Linked DNA regions of Mus musculus: region 1 is linked to region 2. The links are chromatin contacts, called in public Hi-C maps. All regions are on one chromosome and are shown on one strand. Each heading gives the region's core, a stretch centred on a gene start, on an enhancer-like site or on the middle of the called end of the contact. The rest is flanking DNA. Distances are from core to core; before and after follow the strand shown. Region 1 overlaps Afg1l (AFG1 like ATPase). Region 2 overlaps Sesn1 (sestrin 1).

Region 1 (2,825 bases), core at 96-2,595, 640 kb after region 2:
ACCACCACTATGACCTCTGCTATGGCTATGACCCCCCACTATGACCTCTGCTATGGCTATGACCTCTATTATGACCTCTACTATGGCTGTGACCTCTACTATGACCTCTGCTATGGCTATGACCCCCCCCTCCCACTATGACCTCTGCTATGGCTATGACCCCCCACTATGACCTCTGCTATGGCTATGACCTCTATTATGACCTCTACTATGGCTGTGACCTCTACTATGACCTCTGCTATGGCTATGAGCCCCCACTATGACCTCTGCTATGGCTATGACCACCACTATGACCTCTGCTATGGCTATGACCTCTATTATGACCTCTACTATGGCTGTGACCTCTACTATGACCTCTGCTATGGCTATGACCCCCACTATGATCCCCACTATGACCTCTGCTATGACTATGACCCCCCTCCCACTATGACCTCTGCTATGGCTATGACCCCCATTATGACCTCTGCTATGGCTATGACCCCCACTATGATCCCCACTATGACCTCTGCTATGGCTATGACCCCCATTATGACCTCTGCTATGGCTATGACCCCCCACTATGACCTCCAATGTGAAGCTGACACCAAATTAGGTCAGATCACAAAGGAAACTCAAAATCTCGGTGGCTACAACAAACAGATGAACCTGCTGACACAGAATTTGACCACAGTGTGTTTAAGTGTAAAAAGTTAGCTGGAAGCCGGGTGTGGAACACATCTACCATCCCAACACTTGAGAGCCTGGGGCAGGAGGATTGCCACAATTTTGAGACCAACCTGGGCTACCCAGCAAGACTCTGTCACAAAAGCAAAAAAGACTTAGCTGGATATGTTAAGCACCTTGTGTCATCTCAGCCTCTCAGCTGCAGAAGCAGAAGAAAATCTGAGAGCAGCCTGGCTACCTAGCCAGACCCTGTCTCAGAAAAAGTCCTTAACTGTCTGTAAAAGAATCAACAAAGCTGGGCAGTGGTGGTGCAGGCCTTTAATCCCAGCTCTTGGGAGGCAGAGGCAGGCGGATTTTTGAGTTGGAGGCCAGCCTGGTCTACAGAGTTCCAGAATGGCCAGGGCTACACAGAGAAACCCTGTGGTGGTGGTGGGGGGGGGGGGGGGGGGAGGATCGACCAAAAAACAAAACAAAACAAAAAACACATTCAACAAAAGAATTTATTTAGCAGTACAGGAACTGGAAAAATGAAGTGTCTACAGTACAAAGCTCTGTGCACAGCACGGCACTGCGAATGCCATCCACTACCATCCACCATGAGCTAAACGGCCTGTAACTGCACTCTCAGAAAAGCACACACTCAGACAAAACACTGCTCTGCAGCGAGGGGAAGGACCAGGAAGGACTGAGCTGTGAGATCACAGAGCCAAAGATAGCAGCCTAGGTCAGGAAGTTAAGGAAGGGGTGAGAGGAAATGATCCTTCCATTGAGATCAAAGGACAGAAAGAATTCAGCCAGGGAAGGAAGGGAGGCGGCACCCAGGCAGGCCAGGAGGCTCAGGAACTCAGTGTGTGCACACTCTCAACCCAGTTCAGTATGGCTCTGGAATCAAGTGGAAGGAGGTGCCAGGGACTATACAGTGGGATCCTATCTTAGAAAATGAGATTAAAAAAAAAAAGTCTAAGAATTGATACTAATCAATATGCAAGGTCTTTATGAAAAACAGAAAATCTTTCACAAAGGCATATGCAAAACACGAGAGAAGCATAAGGAGAAATAAAATGTTATAAATTAGCAATTATTCCCAATCAATTCACAAAATAAACAAATCTTTCCCCAAATCCCTTAGAAAGTAATGAAGGAGGGGCTCTATGGTAAAGTGCCTGCCAGCCAGCCGAGCTTGAGATCCTCAGTCAGGGTCCCCAGCAGCCACCTACAGTACAGACTATAAGCCCAGCCCGGGGAAGGCAGAGCCAATTGATCCTAGAACTCACTAATCACCAGACTAGCCAATCTATGAGCGCCAGGTTCTGTGAAAGATCCTGTCTTGAAAAGCAAGGGAGAGTGCAAAGGAAGAAGACAGGACAGAACCTCTGGTTCCCTCTCACGAGAACACTCACGTGCTACACAAGCACAAACGCTCGCCACACCCAGAAAGAAAGCGATAAAGAGCTCCTGACTACCAAATGTGTAAATAGACGTGAAATGCTCCAATAGAAAGGCCCATTTCGCCGGGCGTGGTGGCGCACGCCTTTAATCCCAGCACTCGGGAGGCAGAGGCAGGCATTTCTGAGTTCAAGGCCAGCCTGGTCTACAGAGTGAGTTCCAGGACAGCCAGGGCTACACACAGAGAAACCCTGTCTCGAAAAACAAAACAAAACAAACAAACAAACAAAAAAAAGGCCCATTTCCCTGCACTTGGGAGGGGAAGGCAGCTGGAGGACCAAGCGTTCAAGGTCATCATCAGTTACAAGCTAGAGTTCGAAGGCAGCTTGGAATAAGGAGACTGTCTCGATCTCTGTCTCCTCATCAAAACAAGATAAAATAAACAAAACAAAAAGCCAAAACCCAACAACAGTGAAAGAGCCGTGCCTGGGACACACCTGGACATACCTGGAATACACCAATCTCTTGAATTTTTTAAACTATAGAGGACAACTTTTGGCAGTCCAGTCTCTCCTTCTACCCTGTGAGTTTTGGGAATAGCCCAGGTCACTGGGCTTGGGGTAGGCACCTCTACCCACCATACAGCGCAGAACAGAAAAATCTCACCACTGTTCTGTTTGGTTGTTTGGTTGGTTGTTTTGGTTTTTGGTTTTTCAAGTCAGGGTTTCTCTGTATCGCCCTGGCTGTCCTGGAACTCACTCTGTGGACCAGGCTGG
Region 2 (3,067 bases), core at 568-3,067:
CTGTATAGCTCTGGCTGTCCTGGAACTCACTCCGTAGACCAGGCTGGCCTCAAAATCAGAAATCCACCTGCCTCTGCCTCCCAAGTGTTGGGATTAAAGGTATGCGCCACCACCGCCCGGCATATCCAAAGATTCAAATGTTGAGTAAATAATAACAATTTTTTAACAAAACTTTAAAGATTACATGTGTTTATTTTCTGTGTGTATGTACATATGCTTGTATGCCCGTGGCTCACGTGTGGAAGTCAGAAGACAGTTTGCACGGGCTCTGTCTGTCCTGTGGTGAAGCTCAGGTTAGCAGGCTTGGCAGCAAGTGCGGTGTGGCCTGCAGCAGCTACCGCTGTACTCTGGCATGTCAGAGGGAAGGCTTCTATTCCCTGGCCGGAAGGGAACTGAATGGTGCTTCTCTCCCTTTCCTAGAGTTCTTAGTAGTAGGGAACGGAGTTTCCTAAGTCCTACAACATCTGCCATTACATGAGTGTGCCTTTAAAAAGAAAGTTTTTAAAATCTTCTTTTGTGTCTGACACTATTCTGGCACTAAAGAGGGTGTTTGTTTGTTTGTTTTTAAGTAGAAAATGCTCTCATGAATTTTCAAGTGAGTTCAAGGAAAACAGTAAGAATAAATCAAGATTGTGACTAAGTTAAAATTGTATGATAATATGTTAATAAGCAGTGTGGCTGCTGATAAAATGTTTTATCTATAATATATTTGAATACAGTCATAGGTGGTTGTTTCTTAAGATTGATTTGTGTGATGAATGTTTGCTTTTATGAATGTGTGTACACCACATGCATCCCCTGGTACCTGAGGAGGTCAGAAGAGGGCAGCAGATGCCCTGCAACTGGAACATCTCCCCCACCCCAAATACACACACACACACACACACACACACACACATTTTTTTTTAAGCAGGAGGATAATTAGGAAATTTGCAAGAACCAAAATATAAGCTGTGGTTGTTTTTTTTGGGGGGGGAGGGGGGAGATGAGGTTAAGTTTGAATTGTTTGTAATTACAGTCATACTTTTACTGAATGCGTATTCTGTACTACCGTGGTGACATTTCATATGTAGACTATGTAGCATTTTAGTGAGCTATACAGTTTGATAGAAGCATCTCCTGGTATACATGTGTGTATGCACTCCTCATGTCAGCCTAGACTAACGTTCTGATTGTGTCAGAGATTGGAAGGCCTCAGAAGCTTGCCTTGGGCTCCAGTGTCCTAGAGGGAGGCACTGCCAGGCGTGGAGGGACACACACATCTGCAGAGTGCCTCTCGGGGGTTTGTTTGTTGGTTTGTTCAGTTTGGTGTCGAGTAGGCCTGGAATTCACTTTATAGAACAAGCTGGCCTCAATTCATACTCCTCTCTCCTGTCCTTTTATAGTGCTGGGCTTATTATAGGCAAATACCACCACACCCAGTTGCAAGCACAGCTCTTGCTGTACCTTTTAATGTTTGGAGGTTTCATCTATGTTCTAGAATAATTTACACAACTATCTATGCATGTTCTTTGAAGGCTATTTTCCTGTAGTGTCTATAATTTTATAATTACAATTCTGTGTGGTAAGTTCTACATTTTTATAAATAAGTAAATAGGCTCAGGCCAGGCTCTGGTGGCGCACTCCTTTAATACTAGCACATGGGAGGCAGAGGCAGGTGGGTCTCTGTGAGTTCTTAGTAAGCAAGGAAAGAGTTCTCCCCAGAGTGGAAGTGACTCGGGAGCCAAGGGAAGCCACAGAAGCATTGAGTCACCCAGTGTTGGGCTTCGTAGCTCTCTGCTCCTGTTTGTACTTGATTTCTTAGATGGGCCACAGGAGGGAGACTTCCCCTTTCCTGCAGACTAGCCTCCTTCAGCCTGTTAATTCTGAGGTAGCGTGTTTAGTTCCTACTCTCTCATAACAGGCATATATTACCTCAGTTTTTAAAAAAAACAATTTAAAATCAATGTGGAAAGATTACATGACATAGAGAATTAATAGTAATTTAGAGCAAGGGATGATGAGGGCAGCTTGAGATAATAAAGATAGCTTAGTAGAGCAAATAAACCCTAATGTGATAATTGACTTCCCTCCTCAGCTTATCTTTACACAAGCGTGCGCTCTTTCTATCCCCAACATGCCCAAGCCTAGCCCCTGATGACTGGCTGGCCAGGTAGCTCTGGCCCTCTTGATCTTGCCTGCAGAGTGAGTTTTGACCTGATCATTGTTTCCCTTTTGCTCCATCTGCAAAGCTCGTGAGAACTTGTAACTAGGACTCCTGTGAAAGCTGTCTTGCTTTGATTTTTAAGGCAGGGCCTCCCATAGCTCAGTCTGGCCTTGGAATTGGTTGTGTGCTGAGAGCAGGGCAGTCTTAAACTTCTGACCTTCCATGTCTCTACCTGCCTGCCACGTGTTAGTTCTAGTCCTGTGCTTCCAGGCCTGGCAGCTTTGGTTTGTGCTGTCCTGAAACAGGCTCTTTCAGTATAGGCCAGGCTGTCCTCAACTTCATGACCATCCGAGTCTGCTTCCCATGTGCCAGCGTTTCAGGTGTGTGCCCCCAGCTTCCCATTGCAGAGTTTCCCATCCAGAATCAAAGATGGAGGTGGCCAAATGGACTTGTAAGCTTCTAGTTCCTAAAATGCCTTTTTTTTTAGCATTTAAATCCATTCATTTGTGCTGTTGATGCCCGCTTGAAAGGGGGCTGAACCAAGGAAGCCTTTGAATCCTGCCTAGATCAGAATTAATCTTCCACCCTCAGCTAGGACTGATGTCTGTCCTGTGTGCATTGGCGCAACAATGCTTGTTAAATTACTGGTGTGTTTCCATGCCAGCTGGCCAATAATAAATAGAAAACAGTATAAAGTTAATAATACTCTGTCAAGAGGTTTGTGTTGGAAACCACACATGCACTTGGGCATTATGCTAAAGATGGAGGTAGGAGACCTGCTCAGATGCCCTATACCTGCGGATGTTGAAGAAGGTACAGCAGCCCCTGGGTAGGAGACAGTGACTTTGTCTCTGACCTGATAAGGACCTAATCTTACAAAGGAAGTGTCACTTGTACCAAATGCAGAAGTAGCATCCAGGC

What was found. Hi-C and Micro-C count contacts between places; a contact is called where the count stands out from the background.
Region 1: a contact with region 2 is called in a Hi-C map of bone marrow-derived macrophages, with 12 read pairs. The contact joins two enhancer-like sites. A contact is called at or near these places in 4 of 39 promoter capture datasets (the C10 cell line, cranial neural crest, liver and 1 more), 3 of 484 Hi-C or Micro-C datasets (CD4 T cells, CD8 T cells and bone marrow-derived macrophages), 6 of 115 datasets of contacts at active chromatin or transcription factors (astrocytes, bone marrow-derived macrophages, embryonic hindbrain and 3 more) and 1 of 9 other capture datasets (macrophages).

Annotation. Positions count from the first base shown.
Region 1 is chr10:42,463,011-42,465,835 of GRCm38.p6, forward strand. All of the region lies in intron 1 of Afg1l (AFG1 like ATPase), which reads right to left. Among named protein-coding and RNA genes, the nearest start is that of Afg1l, 14 kb to the right of the region's middle. Within about 2 kb of position 1,346, at least 78 of the 459 cell types and tissues checked have an H3K27ac peak or open chromatin away from gene starts, as enhancers often do. A contact at or near this core is called in bone marrow-derived macrophages, where this site is marked.
Region 2 is chr10:41,824,939-41,828,005 of GRCm38.p6, forward strand. The region is part of intron 1 of Sesn1 (sestrin 1); the gene reads left to right. Among named protein-coding and RNA genes, the nearest start is that of Sesn1, 16 kb to the left of the region's middle. Within about 2 kb of position 1,818, at least 25 of the 459 cell types and tissues checked have an H3K27ac peak or open chromatin away from gene starts, as enhancers often do. A contact at or near this core is called in bone marrow-derived macrophages, where this site is marked.